3 separate regions of the Mus musculus genome follow, and all the other regions are linked to region 3. A link is a contact called in public HiChIP or PLAC-seq data. All regions are on one chromosome and are shown on one strand. The core of a region is the stretch at or near the end of the contact, and the rest is flanking DNA. Distances in the headings are between cores, read along the strand shown.

Region 1 (3,963 bases), core at 488-2,987, 270 kb after region 3:
GTATCACTTGTGGGTGAAGAGTATGTGTGTGTGTGGGGGGGGCGGGGGTTGAGGTAAACCTATGCTTTGTTAAATTTTGTATGACCCTAAAACTGCTCTAAGAACAAGGGCTAATGAAAATGGCAGTTTGTAATGTTTTAATGCTCTCCTGTCTGGTCACCCAGAGTGACGCTGCACTGCCATTTCTAATTGGTGGTTTCTAATTCCAACAGGATCCAAGGACATCTTTTTTGTTTGTTTTTTGTTTTCTTCGAGACAGGGTTTATCTGTATAGCCCAGGCTGTCCTGGAACTCACTTTGTAGACCAGACTGGCCTTGAACTCAGAAATCCACCTGCCTCTGCCTCTCTGCCTCTCTGCCTCTCTGCCTCTCTGCCTCTCTGCCTCTCTGCCTCTCTGCCTCTCTGCCTCTCTGCCTCTCTGCCTCTCTGCCTCTCTGCCTCTCTGCCTCTGCCTACCTTCCGAGTGCTGGGATTAAAGGCTTGCGCCACCATGCCCCGCTGATCCAAGGACGCTTATAGAGTCAGTGGGTGTGTGTGCGCGTGCGCATGGGTGCAAAGATTTGGCTTTATTTGGAAAGCACTATTTTCCACTGAGAGAAGGACATGCCTGGCATGCCCTGCTCCCCTGACATGTTTATTAAACCGAAGGAACAGTGGCTAACCCACGCAGGACCAGAGGGTGAACTGTAGAATACTTGAGAAGACATTCTAAATAAGACGGTCTTAGAGAAAGAAGGCGTAATGATGAATCATAAGAGTAAGTTGTCGATGTTTTCACTTTCTGCAAGTTGTGCGGACTTGGAGACATGGGTTAGAGTCTGTGTTATATTTCCCAACCTTCAAGACTGCAAGAGGTCCTCCACTGTCTGGTGGCCTCAGCAAAGCCTTCCCGACAGAGTGGTGGTGTCTAACAGTTTTCTTCTGCAGGGAAGCTCTTTAAACAACTCAAGAAAAGCTCTTTAAGCAACTCAAAATAGCTTCAGGAAGTCCCCGAAACGGATCAGATTCTTTAGGCTCCTCTCTGCCAGAATAAACGATAAAAGCTGAGAGACCTTCTCAGATGGAAGGACGCTAAACTGAGGATTCTGAGTTGGGGAAAAAGCTACAAAGTCGACTCTGAGGCCAGACCAGCTACCTGGAGGCAGCAGAAACCAGCTGAGCTGCCTGGAAAGGTGTAGACCAACTGAGGCACCTGGAAAGGACTCATTGCAACCTGTTGAGCTGCTTGTAGGCTGTGCAGTGTTTCAGGTTCCCAGCTTTTGTGAGTTGTCACTCATGCTGGGGTGAGCCTTGGTTTTTCAGCTAAGTCATTTCTGCTCTTGTTAAGTAAACCCTCACCCATATGCCTGCAAGTAATCCCAATAGTAGTTCACCAAGTTGGACTTGGGTGGTCTCGGTATTTTGATTTGTCGTGTTGAGTATCCCCTGGAAAAATTTTGTCACACAAGAAGTGGTGGTTAGCACGGTGCCTGTCAGACTGTGCTCTTGCTTCGCAGCTGACAAAAGGCGACATCGCTCTATCCTCCAAAGCTCCTGAGCCAGGAGAACCCCGCACAGAATGGATCGTGCCTTCTCCGCACCGACGTAGCTTGTGGCACCAGACGCGTCGGGGCGGTTCAGGTGCTGCCACAGGCTCCGCCCCTGCCCGTCCTGCCCAATACGCTCCGCCCCGCCGTTAGGTTTCGCCCCACAGGTCCCGCCCCTTCCGCTGCCGGAGCCCGGAACGTGCGCGTACCCAGACGCCTTGCGGGAGCGAGCGCGTTTCGGAGCCCACGGCCCGACGAACCCCGGGTGAGACCCGCGGACTCTGCTGAGGTGAGGGCGGGCCCAGGCGTCGGGTTTGGTGGGTGCCGGGGGAAGGGGAGAAGCGGGGAGAAAGGGAGAAGCGGGGCGTTGCCGTGGGCACGCGGCGGGCCCCACGCGTGGCGTGCGGCTGCCGGGTGGGCGAGGGTTAGGGGGAGGACGTGTGGGGGAGGGGCGGGCCGCGGCGCGCTGCGCGCAGGTGGGGCTGGCGACGTGGGGCTGCGGTCCGAGGTCCTTGCTTGCTGGTTGCTCGCGAGGGTCTAGAGGGTGGGCTAGCCCAGGTGCAGAGAAGAGGCCTTCCTGGTCTAGCGAAGCAGCCCGGGACACCCCCAACACTTAGAAATCGGCAGCTTCCGGGGTTCCGGCTCGCTAGCAGCGCCCCTGTTTTTGTATTTTGAGTTCTTGTGCAGAATAAGTGGCAAGGCAGCGGTTGTCGCTAGATAATTATGTGTAGCTTAATCAACCGCCGGTATTGGAAGCAGCTTCTGAGTGAGTTGTGTACATTGTGCACCTGTCAGATGAGGTAACTGGCTTTGCACGCTGTCTATGCCACTTACGCTAAGAGGAGTTTATTCTAAGCATCAGGTTGCCTCTGTCTGTCGGTCTGCCTGCCGGCCTTCCTTCCTTTCTTTTTTTCTTTCTTTTTTTTAAGTTTTGTTACGTGCAGGTGTCTTGCTCCTTTCTCACTTTCACTCAGTTATTTAGGCGCTACATGCGTGCAGGATGTCCTCAATTCTCTGTGTGCTGACGATGAGCGCGCACAGTTACCTGGGGACCACACAGCTGTGTCCATGTAACACTCGCCGTATCTTTCCTTGATCTGAAATACTGTCAGAACGTGAAATCATTTTGCAGAAAAGAGCTTCCATTCTAGGTATATTACAGACTTACCCATTATCATTTGAGAACTTGGGAAGTGGGAAGGATCTTCACTGTTAATGTAAGCTCACTTAGCTGGAGATTCCCTTTAAGATCCTAAGAGAAAAGAAAGGTAGGAAGGGCCTGGTCCAACTCCTCCTTAACTACAGGTAAGGAGCCTGACACCTGGTGAGGTAAGATGTCACAGATAGTGACGGCCCCAGGGTAGAATCTGGTTGCTCTTCCCACTTTTGTGGGCTTGTTGGTCTGTTTGTCAGTAATAGTGATAAGAGTCCAGTACATGTAGAGCAGCTGGGTCATGACCCTTTTGGAGTGGGGGTTGAGTGACCTTTTCAGACTGATCATCTAAGACCATTGAAGAACACAGATATTTACATTACAAGTCGTAACAGCAAAATTGCAGCTATGAAGTAGCAACAGAAGCGGTTTCATGGTTGGGAGGTGGGTCACCACAACTCGAAGGCCGTAGCATTGGGAAGGCTGGGAACCACTGAGGTACAGCGGTGAGTTCCAGTTCACTGTGCCTTAGCACTGTTCAGAACCGTGGCCTCAGCTTCATACTGATTCCAGCTTTGGGAAATGCTTGCATTAACTTACATGGATCTGAAGGTCAGATTGGCCACTGACAGCTAATAACAGTCTGGTGATTGGAGCCCTAGGAATTTATGTGGATGAATAAAATCATATCAGGTGTTTACAGTTTAAACTGAGAGTATGTAAGAAGTATTGTATATGATATTAACATCTGCAGGCAAGCCAACCAAGAGTTGGGTAAGCGATTTCCAAGCTTTGATCTTCAGTTAGTACCTGTATAATAGGTATAATAAGCACAGCTGTAAGAATTACTTGAAAACTGGGATACAGAATGGGACCCTACCCCCTGCTTTAAAAAACAAGACTTGAGAGATAATTTATATAAGTTAGTATCTGAGTTTACTAATGTTAATGGCTTTTTAAAAACAATCTTAAATTAAAAATACCATCAGCGTGTGTGTGTGCGTGCGCGCGTGCGTGCGTGCGTGCGTGCGTGCGTGCGGATATCCATAGCACTCCTCTGGAGGTTCTTTCCTTCTGCTGTGGGTCTCGGGATCAAGCTCAGGTCATTGTGTGGCACACACTCTTACCCACTAAGGTGTCTTGCCAATCCTGCCTGTGGATTTATAATGGTTCAAATAGATTATTGACCTTGGAACTTGTAGTTGTGGACCATGGTCTGTCATTTACTTTTTATTTTTTGAGACAAAGGCCTCATCCCATACCCCAGGCTGACCTGAAACTTG
Region 2 (4,043 bases), core at 165-2,664, 350 kb after region 3:
TGATGCATCCCGTGAGATTCAACAGCTTCAGCTTGGCCATCAGAGGCAGCATCCACCAGGAAGGCAGGGGAAAGGACCACAGAATACAAAGGAAAGTGCCGCCATGGTACCTGTTTCCACCTTCCTAAACAAGAGCAAACTGAAGCTCTTTGGTAAGAGGGAAGAACGTTTGGTTTCTGTAATACTATTACAGGTACTGTGCAACCAGATAAAACCTTGCTCGATGCTCATCCTTTGTTAAAACAGTGGTTCCTATTCAGTGCAGCGGTACTATCCGTCTCTTGTCTTTTCCGGAGACTATAGAACAGCAGGTGACCACATTATTACTAAGCCAACAAACTGTCATAAAGAGCTGCCTCTTTGGCGTTCAAAATCCAGTCTCTACTGCGTAGAAAGCTCATATTGACAAAAAAACCGAAAGCGTAGGTTGCTTGTGAACAATAAACCATAGTAGCTATTTAGATAGGTGTGTAGTTAGATAAAATGCATCTGCCTTCCCAGCTTTGATAACTATGCTAATCCCAAAGTCAAATAGAACCCAGGGAAGGGCGACAGGGGGAGCAGTGTGTGGGGGGCAGGAAAGATGGAACGAAGCAGCAAGCAGCAGCCGTTGCTGAGACCTTAGGCGAGGCAACTGCTCTTACGCTTTTAAAGTTCCATTTTATGAGGCCCCACCTTTCCCTGCTGAAGTACAGATCTTTTTTTTTCCCATTACGGTGGGCCTTGTCTCCACTCAGTCCCTCTGGATTCAGGCAGGTGCCCCCACTTTCAGGCTCTCCTTGCTAAGGCCAAGGCTTTACTCTTGGCTTTTAGAAGCGGAGGCCAAACGATGGCCTGGAGGAGCTGTTATCAACCGTCTCTCATTATCAGACTTCCCGGCCTGAGGAATGTATCTGGTTCCTGTATTTATGGAGTCTTAGCGACAGATGGGGTGCAAGTGAGCGCGAGTCATTCTGGCACCCTGAAAACAACTCGAGGTCTCCTTAATAGGCACACCACCTAAGGTGGAGCGCCTGCTTCCCTGAGAATGAATGCCAGGCTTCGCACCTAGTCACCTAGTCGCAGTAACGCTGTGGACCCGAATCGTTCCAGGACCCCGGGGACAGTACAGAGGAGCAACTCCCGGGGGGAGCTGGTGAGGAGGACTACTCCTAGCCCCGAAGGGGCTAACCAACGGCTTCCTAGGTACTAGACTCCCTCTGCACTCCAGCACCCTCCCTCCATCTGAGTGAGCGCTTCTCTGTCTCCTTCCTGAGGATCCGACTCCGGATCCTCACCTCCCTTCCCAGGTGGTGCCTCCCTTTCTCCCGGCCCTGAGCCCCTGACCCAGCGGGAATCCTACCTCTTCCGAGCCTCAGAGGTGTCCACTTGCCAGCTTCGGTCACACGTGTGACCGCGGGTGCCCAGGAGGTGCAAGCGTCTGCACCCTGCCCCGCCCGGCCCCGCCCGCTGCAGGAGCTGGCAACCTCAGATGGCCCTAACCCTGCTGCTAGCACGACCTCAGGTGGCTCAGCACAGTACTTTTCTTCCAAGCACCTTTTCCCTGCTTCCGAGTGTCCCCTGTTTCTGAGAGTCCCCTGCTTCAGAGAGTCCCCTGCTTCAGAGAGTCCCCTGCTTCAGAGAGGCTTTCGGGGACCACAGGCACTCCTTTAAAAGTGTGTTCCCGAAAGCCCAGCCAGGTTCCTGGATCATCCAGGTGCACTACTTATGGAGACTTCCTGTTATGCAAAGCGATTTCTGGCCTGGGAGGAAGGGAATGCTCTGAGTGGGACTAGCTCTGAATTTCTCCAGCCAGGAAAACCACAGCTAACACGCAGGACAAATAGTCACTGACCACTCACCGCCAAGGAAGGCTCCGGTGGATGATACGTGGGCTTCTTCTTTTCCATTCTATTCTTTTCTACATCCATCCATCCATCCATCCATCCATCCATCCATCCATCCAATCAATCTTCTTTGTGCACGTTTGACAAAAATCTGTCAGGTGGGCACAGTTCTGGATTGGCATGAGAGGAGTTCCCGGGTGGTGTTTAAGATGCTGCAATAGTGGCTGCTCTCTGTAGCACTTGTAGCTAAGAGACTGACCTTATTTTGCACCGTTGCTGCCCCTTGTACTTCCTAAAGACATGAAGAGAATGCCAGCACTAAAGCTCTCTGCACACTCAGAGAAAGAACTCAGGGAGAGATACTAGCAGAGGAACCTCTGAAAAGCTGCTGTGTTTTCAAAAACGATATAAAAATCTGTATTCTCAGCTTGGGGACTAGCCCTCAGAGCAAAGGATCAGGTCCCGTCCTGGAGTGTGTCCACACCTGCAGATTTTGAAACAGAGGAAAGGGAGTAGCCCTACACAGTCATCAGCCAGGGAGAGGCTGCACTTGGTCACCAGTTCCTTCTGACGCTTTCTGCTCAGGACTGTTTTACTTTCCTTATAGGCTAAGATCTCGAGACAGCCGTGTGCAGTTTTATTGATAGAGCTACTGGTTGGTAAAGATGCTTTGACAGTTTCATTTATGTTTTGTGAGGCAGGGTCTTATGTAGCCCAGGTGTGCCTCTACCTTACCATAGAGCCACAGATGACTTTAGGTTTCTGGTCCTCCTGCTTGTACCTCACAAGCACTGGGATTGCAGGTGTGCACCCCTCTGTGTCTGGTTTATATAGTTCTAGTGGTTGAACACAGGGTTTGGTACAAGCTAGAAGAATACCAATTGAACTGCATCCTCAGCCCAGAGATTGTGTGTGTGTGTGTGTGTGTGTGTGTGTGTGTGTGTGTGTGTGTGTGTATGTACATGCGGAGGCTAGGTCCATGTTGGGTGTGTTCTCTCACCTTCCACCTAATTTTTGAGATGAAGTCACTCACTGACTATGGAGCTTGCTCACCTGTTCAGTTAGATTATGGGCCAAGCAAACTTTAGGGATCCTCTCTTGTCTGCAGTGAGAATACGGGGATGTGCAGCCCGCTTCCCGCCTAGCATTTTATATGAATTCTGGGGATCAGAACCTAAGCCCTCATTCTTGCCCCACAAGCACTTTACCAATGGAGCTACCTCCCCAGCCCTGAGATACTTAGGACCTCTGGCTCAAATTTAGCATCCAAATATTAAGACACACCAGTTTTTAAAGTATACCTTTGACGGTCGTTAACTTCATTGATCAACAGTTTTAATAAAAATCAAACAGTTTCAATGAAGTAGTGACAAGTATCAGGAAATCAACTTTGAAATAATACAATAATATGAATTATTATCAAATTGTTTTCTGATAAAGAGAGAACTCCCAAGTGGTGACACATATTTGTATAATCTTACCATTCAGGAGCTAGAGGCAAAGGGATTTCAAGTTCAAGGGCAATCTGGGCTTCACGGACTCTCAAAACACAAAAGTAGGGATGAAGGGGTGGCACAGCAGTTAGGAGCACTGGCTACTCTTCCCAAAGACCTGGGTTCAGTTCTCAACACCCACATGGCATCTCACAATGATTTATAACTCCAGTCTCTTAGGATCTAATTTTCTCTTCAGGCACCGCACAATTTGTACAGGGACATATATGCGGGCAAAACACCCATACGTGTAAAATAAAAATAAGCAATAATTTAAAACGCTCCAAATAACACAAAGAAATAAAACAGAGTGGTATCTGATATGTCCTTGTGTGGACTTTAACAAAGGAGGGTGGTCTTTTTAGTCTCAGAAGGACAAATGATGTGCGTCCTCAGATGTAGAATCTAAATAAATATACAAAAAATGTGAAAGGAGACTATGTGAAAGATGGTAGGGGATCTAAAGGAGGGGAAAAGGAGAAACATGAGAAGATAATAGGGAGAAGGAAGGCAAAAATAATTGCTTGCTTTCAGTCAGGATTACACGGGAGAGCTGTGGGAGGGGAAGGGGGGAGGGAAGGAGGACCAGGCAAATACCAGCAAGTTACAATGTCACCTAGGTATGAAACTGTCATTTGAAATCCATTATTTTATGTTCTAACTGAAAACGAAATAGAAGAACGGCATGGGAAATGGTTGATTTTTGTAGATGTTACGAGCATAA
Region 3 (3,686 bases), core at 487-2,986:
GGCAAGTGTGCGCTTGGTCCCAGAGTCCAGTGCGGGGACCAAGTGAGGAGGAAGAAGGTGAGCAGAGAGCGCTATACACCCTGCTGTAACTTCACACATGATCTCTATACAGCCAGAGACAACAGAAGAGAAAGTACACCTGTGCCCGTCTCTGTTTCTATTCCTTAGCTATAAACATACCTGCAGGTGTATAAACAGAACACAGGGCTGCGAAGTCAGGTGCTTGCTTACCACAAACAGAAGCCTCGTAACTATGGTACCTCTTCCTACCCACAAGCTTCAGTTTGGTGCTGGCCGGAGTATCCAGAAACATAACATGGCCCCAGAGCCCTGAGACAAAAGAGCCCAGGGTAGTTTCCAGGAAAACAAGAGAACTGAGTGACTTGAAGTGAGTAACCCAGTACAGACCCTGGGGGCATGAGACGGGAAAGCCCAGGGCTCAGGTTGCAAGCATGACCTCAGAGTATCAATTCCCATTCAACTTCCTGGAGTGAGAGCGAGCCAGGTCCAGAAACCAGGAAAGGAAGACTACGGAAACCCTGAAGGTGATAGTTTCTTTCTTTGGAGTGTGTGATGTGTATATGTATGTACATGTGTGCACGCAGGTGCAGATGCATGTGGGTGCACATGTATGTTCAAACATGTGAATGCCAGAAGATATTGGGTGTCTTATTCATCACACTCACCTTGTTTGTTTGTTTGTTTGTTTGTTTAAAGATTTATTTATTATATATAGGTACACTATAGCTGTCTTCAGACACACCAGAAGAGGACATCTGATCTCATTACAGATGGTTGTGAGCCACCATGTGGTTGCTGGGAATCGAACTCAGGACCTCTGGAAGAGCAGTCATCAATTTTTCTATTATTTCAAGCACACTGGTCCTCAAGACCAGAGCTCATCAAAACAAACGACAAATAAAATCCTCATTTGTATATTGTATTTGTTTATGTAAACAAGAACCTCGCAACCACCTTACTTCATCATGTAGGGAACAAAACACGGCGGAAAGTCAAATGCACCAACAATACTGTTCAAATCAACTAAAGAATCCTCTTGTTAGGCTCCCTCTCCCAGGTCAGACTCATCATAAGGCTACAGCCTCTCCGAGGTTCACAGCATCCCTGGGTCTGAGACCAGCAAGTCAAAGCACAAATGTGCCATCGTTAGCTCTGAGCTTGGTCCCTATTAGAGACAAAGCAACTAGTAAGCGATTTTATATTTAAAACAACAACAATACTGCTAACTGTAGAGAGCATATCACCATTTAGACACCAGAAAGGAATGTCCCTATCAGGGAATTTAAGTAATGAAGCCTGGACCAGAGAGCACCCTTAACTGTGCCAGGGAAGAAATGGGAAGCGGCCAGGCTAACCCGTGGTCAACCAAGCTAACCATGGTCCTGCACTACAGATGCTGCCTGTAAACCTAGACTGCCCAAATATCAACCAATCACGACTGCCCTCATTTGCATCTCAGGTGGTGGTTGGTGGGCTTCAGGATGGCTCTCAACTGCCCAAGGCAGAAGTGCTTCTCAAGTTACTGTTCTTTCTAATCTCTGTTACATACATCCTACCAGGATGCTCTGCAAACTTACCATTTTCTATTCTGGTCTGATCTGGGTGAATTCGTTCGTTCCCTAACAATTCCTCATTACTCAGACTCTCAGGGAGGGTGAAAGGCAGTCACATGATAAGGGCAAACCCATCTCTGCAGCAGGAGATCAAGGTCAAGGGGCAGAGGTGATGATGTCATCTTTTTGGGAACACAGGTGTGTGGCTCAGATCTGCGACTAAGTCAGGGGTGACTGATGCATGAGCCTCTGCCAACTGTCACTGATTTGTGGCAGACAGTGTTCACTTAATCCGTGACTCAGTGTATCAACTCAACAGGTGGGACAGATTTCAGTTCCGTGATATCAGCACCACTGGGCTGAGAACTGTAAAATATCCCTGTGACTATCAAAGCAAGAAACGAAAGTGTGACGGAGACGACTGAGCACTGGGGTGACAGGCAAGGCAAGAAGACAGGCTACAGCACTTGGAAGACATCCACTTGTCCAAGAATGGCCTACCCATAATCTTGCCAGCCAGCTCTGGGTATACTGGCCAGAGTCCCCAGAAGTGCCACAGAGCCAGAGGCCAGCCTCAGTCAACCGAACAGAGAATGAATTCTGAAACGGAACCCGTGGTTTGTTGTCTAGACGGGGAGAGCTGAATCTGGGGGGCATGGGCAGCTCTGATAGACAACAGGGGTGGAGTCAGAGAAAAGCCAGAGGTCAGGTTGCTGATAGCCAGCATAGCTCATTTTATTGCACTTCACCTAAGATAATAGTGTTACTTGCAAACTGAAAGCAAGGTCACCTTCAATCCAAGGGCACCATTTTTACCGAAGCCCAAACAGTCATTTACATCTTTTAGCAAGAGTGTTCTTAATTAAGTTAGTAGGTTGGTTTTTCATTGTTTTTGGTTGGTTGGTTGATTGGATTTTTTTTAAGAATAAAGGGGAAAATTAACTTTCATATGTTCTAGAATGTCTACTGACACATTCTGGTCTTTTGCAGGGAGCTGAACTAAACCCACAATAGGCCCCAAGTCTGTCCTGCCAGATTAGTCCTGTAGGACTTTCTCCAGTGAACCAGCCAGCCAACTGCAGGCTGCCAATATCAGACTTCCCCCAACCATCATCATTACAGTCCAGAACCCAGGAAACTCTCATCCAAAGAGGAACTTTGCAACACAAAAGAAAAAGAAAAAGCACACAGCTGAAACCTCCCACCCAGCCATTAGCCACAGCGTTTAGCCAACCGAAAAGCCCGCCTTTTGGCTCACAGGCACTGTTGAACACTCTGGTCCCTGTTGAACACACCAGCCAGCCCTTCCCCAGTCTTGTCTAGTAAGAAATGGTCTCAAACAAACATTGCTCCTTCAGCAGCTTTAGGATGCCCCGCCCCCCTCTGTCCCAGTCTGCAGACCCTGGAGTATTGCGCCGGGGCAGCGTCTGGGATCTGGAAAGGTTTTAACAAGTGCCTGGGTCACTTGGGCAGCTGACACTTGAGAAACTCCACCCTCACTTCCCAGTTTCCCGACAGCCACCCACTTCTCGCCACTGGTGAAGGAAGCAGCCTGGCTCACCAGCTCCAGCCAGTCTATTTTAAGCCGCCCAAGTCGCAAGATACCTGTGGTGTGGGTTGGCTTCACTTCCTGCCATGGGGGCCCTCCCATAATCATTAAGGCACCATCCCCATCTTTGCTCTTTGACCCTATCACTGGCGTCCACTGTCCCATAAGATGTGAATGCTGGATGCAGAATTTCTGTCCATGTATCAACTACAGCCCATCAGAACAGAACACCAACAGAGGCCAGTAAGTAGCTCTCACTGAGTAAACAGAAAGTCTCCATTCAGATTTGATCATGAGGGAAAGTCCCCAGGACCTACCTGGCTCCGTCCACAACACACAGAAACAAGATTTTCTGCCAGGGAACCGCAGGCTCCTCCTATGTCTCTACTGTGCCTCCTCTCTAAACTGAAGCCCACAGTGGCCGCTGCCAACACAGCCTGGGGACAGAGGCCACCCATCCCAGCCACAAGACACCTTCCTTCTCAGAAGAGAAGGAACACAGTGTGGGGAGGGCTACCTGGCATAATTCCTTTCCTTTTTATTTTTTTGTGGGATGGAGTGGG

Evidence for each region. HiChIP or PLAC-seq counts read pairs in DNA pulled down with a chosen protein or histone mark.
Region 1: an H3K27ac HiChIP or PLAC-seq map of embryonic stem cells shows a contact between it and region 3, with 11 read pairs. The contact joins the promoter of Nfrkb here to the enhancer-like site in region 3. A contact is called at or near these places in 12 of 39 promoter capture datasets (the 3T3-L1 cell line, the C10 cell line, the HPC-7 cell line and 6 more), 3 of 484 Hi-C or Micro-C datasets (bone marrow-derived macrophages and embryonic stem cells), 14 of 115 datasets of contacts at active chromatin or transcription factors (the 230-238 cell line, the SCID.adh cell line, T-cell acute lymphoblastic leukemia and 7 more) and 4 of 9 other capture datasets (adipose tissue, liver, macrophages and 1 more).
Region 2: an H3K27ac HiChIP or PLAC-seq map of embryonic stem cells shows a contact between it and region 3, with 6 read pairs. The contact joins the promoter of Tmem45b here to the enhancer-like site in region 3. A contact is called at or near these places in 3 of 39 promoter capture datasets (the HPC-7 cell line, hematopoietic stem and progenitor cells and stem cell-derived epiblast-like cells), 2 of 115 datasets of contacts at active chromatin or transcription factors (both in embryonic stem cells) and 2 of 9 other capture datasets (embryonic stem cells and liver).

Annotation. Positions count from the first base shown.
Region 1 is chr9:31,384,455-31,388,417 of GRCm38.p6, forward strand. It overlaps Nfrkb (nuclear factor related to kappa B binding protein), which reads left to right and starts at 1,738. Exons shown (of 26, transcript NM_172766.3): 1 at 1,738-1,816. It overlaps 1700023A20Rik (RIKEN cDNA 1700023A20 gene), which reads right to left and starts at 1,594. Exons shown (of 1, transcript NR_165167.1): 1 at 549-1,594.
Region 2 is chr9:31,462,824-31,466,866 of GRCm38.p6, forward strand. Tmem45b (transmembrane protein 45b) reads right to left here and starts at 1,415. Exons shown (of 6, transcript NM_144936.1): 1 at 1,343-1,415.
Region 3 is chr9:31,117,260-31,120,945 of GRCm38.p6, forward strand. The region is part of intron 1 of St14 (suppression of tumorigenicity 14 (colon carcinoma)); the gene reads right to left. Among named protein-coding and RNA genes, the nearest start is that of St14, 13 kb to the right of the region's middle. Within about 2 kb of position 1,737, at least 97 of the 459 cell types and tissues checked have an H3K27ac peak or open chromatin away from gene starts, as enhancers often do. A contact at or near this core is called in embryonic limb bud, embryonic stem cells, stem cell-derived epiblast-like cells and 1 more, where this site is marked.